Regions from separate parts of the Anser cygnoides genome. Here region 2 is linked to region 1. The links are chromatin contacts, called in public Hi-C maps. All regions are on one chromosome and are shown on one strand. The core of a region is the stretch at or near the end of the contact, and the rest is flanking DNA. Distances in the headings are between cores, read along the strand shown.

The links. Hi-C and Micro-C count contacts between places; a contact is called where the count stands out from the background.
Region 2: a Hi-C map of granulosa cells shows a contact between it and region 1, with 1.6 times the contacts expected there. The contact joins the promoter of WDR89 here to the enhancer-like site in region 1. A contact is called at or near these places in 4 of 7 Hi-C or Micro-C datasets (granulosa cells and liver).

What each region holds. Positions count from the first base shown.
Region 1 is chr5:59,440,412-59,444,369 of Taihu_goose_T2T_genome, forward strand. No RefSeq gene overlaps it. Among named protein-coding and RNA genes, the nearest start is that of SGPP1, 17 kb to the right of the region's middle. Within about 2 kb of position 2,235, at least 2 of the 3 cell types and tissues checked have open chromatin away from gene starts, as enhancers often do.
Region 2 is chr5:59,486,321-59,490,278 of Taihu_goose_T2T_genome, forward strand. WDR89 (WD repeat domain 89) reads left to right here and starts at 1,699. Exons shown (of 2, transcript XM_048080642.2): 1 at 1,699-1,810. The coding sequence starts at 1,713. It overlaps LOC136790996 (a long non-coding RNA gene), which reads left to right. Exons shown (of 3, transcript XR_010832028.1): 3 at 1-249.

The DNA.
Region 1 (3,958 bases), core at 985-3,484:
GAGCCGCCAGGATCCCGGTGTCTGCGCAGGGTCCCGCAGTTTGCAGAAGCAACGCTGACACCTAGCGGGGCCGCGCCGAGGAGTCACCACCGCTGTTGCCAGCTGATGGAGAGGCACCTGCCAAAACGAAGTAGGTGTAAACCCAGCTGGTTTGTAAGTGGTGCCTGGCCCTGGGTTCCTCCACGCAGTAAGGGAAGAAGGGCTGGAGGGTCGGTTCCCAGCACTGAGACCCGCCACACTGCTTTTTGCTATGTCTGAAACGTCACGGGATCAAACTTTCTTTTCCTGGCTTGAAATCTGCCAGGTTAAAACAGCAGAAGGAAGCGGTCCTGTTGTTGAGCTGAAAGCTATCCTTTGCCCATTTCATGACTCCATGGCTCGTGTAAACATGGACCAGTGGCACACACTAAGCATCACTCCCCTGCAGTCATGTCTGGCGTTAGCTGAGAAAAGCCGAGACGGGATTTTTATGAATGTGCTCCGTGCCTCCCTGGGTGCCTTTGAAGGATGATTTGCCAAGAACTTGGATCAGAAGAGAAATTAAAGAGGAAGTGTTTCCCTAGAAACCTGTAAAAAAAGGCAGATTTATAGCCCTGATAAAGGGAACGATGTGGAAGGGAATGGCGAGCCTCCTGTGGCTCAGAAACTAAAATGCAGTGTGTGAGACTAAGGTGGGAAAGCCCACGGTGGGGTACCAGGAAAACCTGCTCCACTCTGCTGCCCGTCATGCCAGGATGCAGACAAACCCCCACCATCATCAAGGGAAGCTGGAAAACTGTGACAGATTGGGAGTGTTTAAGATTTTTTGTGCTTTTGCAACTCAAAGTGCGTAAGGTCTAGCCATAAGCCTCCTGCTTGGAAAATGCCGTTGCATGTCAGGCCTTTAAACTATATCAACTCCTTTCTGGTTAAATTTGCCTCGAAATTCCAGATTTCCTATAAGAGAAATAGAGACAAAAGCAGCTTCCATGGAAACCACCAGGGGCTTCCCCAAGGAAAGGTGACTGTGAGGCGGCTGTGGTGGGGACGTCAGTCCCACGAGCTGTGCAAAGAGCATGGCCTGGGAAACTGTGAAAACTGTTTTTTGCCTTGACTTTTAACAAACCTGTAATCAAATAAGGCATATACTTTAGCAATATGTAGAAGAAAATGTCTAGTTTTCATTTATTTAAGGAGTTCCTTAAAAAGAATATTCTTATGGCTGCAAAGAAAATTTAGAAAACATGACTTTTTTTTTTTTGACAAAGATAAAAAATAATGTGCACTCCCCACATTTAATCAAGGCCTTAAATAATGATTTCAGTTACACAGAGAGCTAAAGCATTCCTCAGTTCAGGTTAAAACCTAAACCAAATATAAAATGTTGGGATTATTCAGGATTACTATAGTGTTCAGGCTAAATCTCTGGGTAAATACTTGACTCATGTTTTCTGCTCTGCAAGTGTATTAAATAGGTAATAAAGCCTCTCCCTGAATAAAGAGTTCTGTGTCTCACAATACCCCTTTCAGGGCTGCAGCAAGCTCACAGACCCCGAAAGGTCCCTGCCTGCCCGTGAGAGGAGCAGGATGTAAATGTAGAGGGATGCTGCACCCTCCTCATCCATACGCTGTGGACAGCCCGCGGAAACATGGGCATCAGGAGGGGCTTTCTGAAGTGATTTCCACTGCAGTAGCTTTTTTCAAAGCAAATTGTCCTCGATAGCAGTTCCCAGCGTCCCATGTCCTTGCAACCATACATGATTTTACTTGTTACATCTCCATGTCTTTTTTTTTCTTCATCTTTTGTTTGCCTTTGCTGTTGGATGCTTTGTTAAGGCTTTGTTGGGACACAAACCTGATACTCTGTCAGCAAAACCTCACACAAGGCAAAGATGCAGCTGCTGAAAGAAGCCAAAAGTATCCCCTGCCCACAGCAAGTTTTGTTTGCTTGGAGCAGAGCAAAGTGAACTGCATGGAAATAGCGATGCGCATCAAACAGGCAATCATGCCTGCATTTGAGTGCCTTATAGTATTCACTTTTGGTCTCAAATACCAGATCTGGAGACTGAACACCAACTCCCAGCATCATCTCTGGGCAGAAGGGTGTCAGTGTTTCAGACTTACCATATGTGTAATTTCTCTATGTGCTTTCAGTTTGCAGAAGCCTGTGCTGGCACACCAGCACCCACCCCAGGCGCACAGCAGACATACACGCACCGGCACTGCGCTCTGCCCAGCACAAACAGGGAGGCTGGAAGAGCTGCTGCCATCCTACGAGTGCTGGCTGGTGCCTCACAGCTCCCCGCAGCCTGCAGGCAGCCTGAGCATTACTGAGCGAACGCCTCTCGGTCCCAGCCCCCTTTTCCATCGCTGTTATCGCTCAGCTCACAAATGCAGAGCTCCCCTTGCCTCTACGCGGCTGCTCGCGCTGATAACTGAGTTGGCTGCCGAGAGTCAGGAAATCTCTCACATTCCCCACTAGAGGTGGCCAAGAAGCAGAGCTCCTTTTTGCTTATTTTCATCCCCACCTTGTACCCATAAAGCACAATCAATACAGAGTCCCCATGTCAGCGAGGGGATCTGCAGACAAGAACACCGCTTAGTTTAACGCTTGGGGGCTACCTGCATCGTGTGAGGTTTCCTTCATGCCTCTGGTGCCCATGTGGGTGAGATTTGATAATAAATCCCCCGTTTTGGGGATGGGAATGAAGCAGTTGTACTGAACGTGCAGACAGGGCCTGAGGGGTTGCGGAGAGCAGAGGACCCACTGCACGTATCCTGCGGTCACACAGGGATCTGGGCACGTGGGAAGTGTTCGTGGGGACAGTTCACCGAGATTTCAGCTGCTGCACCTCTGGAAATACTCAGTGAACAGAAAGGTTGAGTCGGTGTACCACTGCCAGAGCTTCCAGGCACTCTGACACACAGACACCCATCCCCATCCCCTAAATTAGCCTCCCATTCTAATTAACTTTAATGAGCACAGAAAGCCAAAGGTGAGTGTCCTGGGAGGCTCGTGCGTGCCTTCTCAATCTCACACAAGTTTCTCTTTACCTTCATCTGGAAAGCAGACTAACTTACTCCAAGCAATATTACAAAGCTTTTGCACACAGGCTGGGAACGCTGCTCCTCACAAACAGGGCACATTTCCAGAATTTTCAGCCCTGGTCCCTTTTATTTTTTGCCACAAATTTCCATCCCACCGGGTTAGGTTTCTCCTCACCCACATTGTTCCTGCCTCGGGACGCCTGAAGGGCTTTCTGTGGCCAAGTGCTGCAGGAAGAAGAAAGAAACGAGGTGTCTTCAGAGCAACACCCCATGATCCTGAGCAGGTCGCAGTGTGCACAAGCCAGATGTTGGGTTAGTTTTCCCTGCTCCCCACTCCCGGATCCTGGCCTCCCAGCCCCATGCTGGCCGGGGCAATGCCTGTGCTGCTGGATATTTCCCTACATGCCTCCCCTCCTCCTTTAGCTCCACAGATGCAATTCTGTCAGCGTGATTTCGTAAATGCTGTGATTTATTTGACACCGGGATCAGCACATTTCATGCAGTTACTACCTGTAGTGACCATCAGGCCTGGGGTGTGTGTACAGACGTATTTAAAAAACTGAACATTTATGGGTAATTACTCTAATTGCCTAGCTTGACTTGTTAAGCCTCCCGTTCTGAAGATGAAATCCATCTGCCTAAAGAGGTTCCACCTTCAGAGTCTCCCTTTCTGTGCTGCGATGTTCGAGGCAGGTGGCAGTGAGGTTTGCTGAGTCCCCAGAGCTGGATCCACCTCTCACAGGGGGCCTGCAGGAAGGTTGCTTGCATGATCCCACAATTTCTAGTAGACATACATCCCAGATGCAGCTTGCATGATGTCCCCCTTCTCCCTCCCTCTGCCCCCACTAAATCCCCAGAACAGGCTGAAGGATCCTGCAAGGTCTGTCTGTGTAATTCGGGTATTTGCATACATATGTGAAATAATCCCCCC
Region 2 (3,958 bases), core at 449-2,948, 45 kb after region 1:
ACTACATGACACTGAAAGTCAACTTTGTCTAGACAGTTTCACTTTCTTTTAAGGTGGGAATCATAAAGATGCCTTTCTAAAAACATGTTTTAAGTTCTTTCTGTAATGTAACTGTCAAGAGTTACAAGCAATCTCCAGAGCAACTGCCATGCAATTACTGTGGTAAACTTCACAGATATATTTCTAATATATATTGTGACTCAGTACTTTCTGTAATATAGCTGGATTCATCTGGGAGTACTGAATACCAAATGTGAGGCTGTGTAACTATGTCATTCCAGTTGATCTTGCAGCTGTTTTCACTATGTGAACAATGAACAGAAGGTATTTGTTGAATTTGTGGCAATACTAACCAGCCTGGGAAACTCAGATGGAAAGCTATTAACTAAAAATATTTCTCACTGTATTATTGATATTAACCATACAGCCTTAAGTATTATAATGTATATTGTATTAAATTCAAGATTGTTTTAAATGAAACAATATAGATCTTGTTTTCAAAATCCTCAGGACCACTCCCCAGTCTGAGCAGTGATTACAGCGCTGAGTGATGGACTTCAGCCGGAGTAGCATTCACAACAATGATGGGAAGTATTTACTGTGAAAACAGTATGCATGTAATTTGTGTCTTTTGTGCTTTGTTGCCATGTGCTTAGGCATTTCAGGAAAAAAAAAAAAAAGGCCTCTAACTAACTAGAGCAAAATTAACAAAGAAAGGGTACTTCTTGGCAGTTGGTGAATTGGTCTGTCCTCTGTGATACATGCTTGACTAGCAGTTTTCTGTCAGCTGTGCACCTGAGCCTCCTCATGAATACCAAACAGCTGTATTAAATCTGGTTCTAATACACCATTTAAAGAGCAGACTTTAAGCTGAAATCCAGGTGAATCATTAATGTATCTGAAATGCAAATTGATCATCTCACAATTTTGCAGTGTGATTACAGAGAAGGGTATTAGGGTATTATCTCCTGATAGATTATAGTGCTGGTAGGTACTAAAAACAACAAACAATTAGACTGGAGTATGTAGAATTAATTAAAATTTTGCACAGTAGTGTCAGGCAACTGAAGTGTCAGTACTTTGAACTATCTTCTGACTGTTCTGCTTGTGTGTTAGGAGTTAAGAAGACCATTAAATTGAAGTAAAAATGTTTTTTTTAATAATGTTCTGTGGTTATTACCCATGTGACCTGATCTCATTACTGGGCTTAGTTAAAGCTCCTTTTTATCTTGCTAGAAAAATATAGTTAGTCCAAATATTCATATTTTAGGTTTAAAAATGCCTGTGGAAATCAAACATGAAAAGACTTCTATGTTTAAAGATGCTTATTGAAATAATGCATTGATTAAAAAACTAAGATTATATAACATTGATAATACTATGTACCATAACTTACATTTATCAAAGAAGATCACAAATCTAAAAGTTGAGGGCAAAATAAATATGCAAACGGTATTTCTCATTAAAGTCTATTTATTACACTTGTCAGGGCTGGAAAATTCGAGAAATATTTTGATGACTGAAGGACAAACTGCTGTCAGCCTTTAGGATGACGCGTTAGCCCTATAAAACACGTAATTTTCTTTTTTTTTTTTCAGAGGTTCCCGAGGTGCGCACCGCTCCGCCCCAATGCCACCTAATGGCGGCGCTCCCCCACCTGCCACACGCCCCTTCCTGCGCATCACTTCCCGCCCCGCCGCCCAGCGCATAAAATGGCGGCCGGCGGGGCGGGCGGGGCGGCCAATGGGGTGGCCGGGGAGGGCTGCGGGGGCGGGGCTCGCAGCAGGCGGGGCTCGCCGCGTGCGCCGAGGTGAGGGGCGGAGGGGGGGCGCTGAGGGAGGCGGTGGGGACGCTGCGGAGGGGCGACGGGGGAGAGGTCCCGGGGCAGCGCTGCCTCTCGTCTTCCCTCAGCCCGAGCTCTTCTCTAGCTGTGTGGTAGCGCTGGTGTCCGTGCTGTTGAGGTCCTGTGAATAAAACCACGCGTGTCCGTGCCGGTGCTCGGGGGGGCTATCACAGCCCGGGCTGTTTTGGGGAGCTCCAAGTGTCCTGAGGGGGGCTCTGACCCGAGGCTGCACCCAGCCTGCCAGAGTTTTTTTTTACCTTTGGGGGGAAAAAGGGGGAAGAAACTCGTTTTCTGTTCTTGAAGAGCAAAAGAGTACTTAAACTACTGTCGAAGATGTAATGTTTATGCCCTTGCATGATGATTTGTATAACCAACGGGTATTTTGAAATACACTGTCTTACAAAACTGAACTTTTTCCTGTGGAATATCGGGAGTGGAATTGTTAATGTTGAGTCACGTTAAGGACTATCACGGTTATAACACTATCATTCCAAATTCACTTTCACTACAAACTTATATTCAGAAGGATCCAGAAATGTGAGATCTTCTCTTAGTATGCCACGTTTTGGGTCTGTAAAAAGTTTATTCTGGCAATTAAGCCGTGTTTATGCCTTTTATTCCTTAATATTTCAGTTGAATTTTCTGTTGGAGGGTAATAAGATGCAGTGAAATGCGGGCACAAAGCAGCTCCTGTAGGATAACTGTAATTGTCAACAGAATAACCAAAAAGATTTCTGTTTATGTGTATCCCGAGAATTGCTTTCTATGTGCTGATTTTACAGAGTGCTTCTTTAAAGCTTACATGTAGGTTTCTGTTTATTGAAAAGTTAGAAAACAGGGTAGTTTCTTACATTTTCCTCTGAATATCTTTTTATGGGGGCTGGGAGCAGCCCTGTAGGGAAGGTAGACCTGGTCTCTTTAGCATGCTCTGTGTGTAGGCAGTGTTGTGGGGCCTGGTCAGTAGCTTTTTAAATGCCGTAAGTATAAGGTGATTTTTTTTCTTCTGCATCAGTCTTGGGAACAAGGGTCCTTTTGCTGGGCAACCCCAAGGTCTGGTCTGTACTGACTGTGTGGGAGGGAGGTCTTGTGTGAAATGACTGCTGTCATTATGTGCTGGTAGCAATTCCCAGCTGGGCTATGCAGCCTTGGCATGCGTTTACTGTAACCGTACAAACAATGTGATTTCTGAGCTTTTCTGAAAAAAAGCAAAGCTGGAGGAAATCACTGCTGCCATGCTGATGTAAATTTACCAGTGCAGACTTCTAGGGCACCATCTTAATTGGTGGGTGAAAGACATCTGTGTGGGTCAGCAACTCTGGTGCAATGACAGCTCTGTTAGAGGGCTTCACACCAGTCACAAAAAAGTGTTGAGACTTGTGAGTTAGAGACTTGGTCTGTCCAGGTTTTGGACGTAGGTGCGTTTTGTGACTGGAAAGGATTTTAGGCGTGAGCTGGGCAACGGAGGATGTAAGACAGGCAGGAAAAGTGCATTGCCTTTAGTTATGTGGGATTAGGAAGTTCAGCCTCAGATGTGTCTTTGCTCTCTTCAGGTTTTAACCCGACCCACTATCAACTTCTCCCTTAGCTCCTTCCCCTGCTTATGTTGCTGCACTGTCTCTTTTCCTTTAACACAAGCTTATATAAATCTTGCTGCTGTATTGTCCTCGCTTATTTCCTTTTGTCACCTTTTCCTTCCCTTTTCCTCCCCTCTAAGCTACTCAGGCTGCTCCTTCCTCCTGAAGCTGCAGGAAGGAAGAGCTGAGCTGCAGCCCTATGCACCTCCAAACCAAGCGGTGTTATTGCTGGTTCAGCGCAGGCTGAAGGGCACTTTGCTGACCTGCGGGTTGGTGCAGTCAGCATGTAGAGGTGAACATTATCAGCGCAGTCTGTAAAATAAGCTTAGAGCATTTCGTTTTGGGTTAAATAGGTTCGAAGGTAACTGTGATGCATGGATCTGACCAACTCTGGAGTGTTGTATTACCTTCTAAATCAAATGGGAGGAGGGAAGATTATGAAATTGTATGTAGAAGATTGTTGCTTTGTTAGATAAAGCTTTAGACTGGAAGTGAAGGATGCCTGACGCTGAAATCTTATCTTTAGTTCAAATGTCAGTAA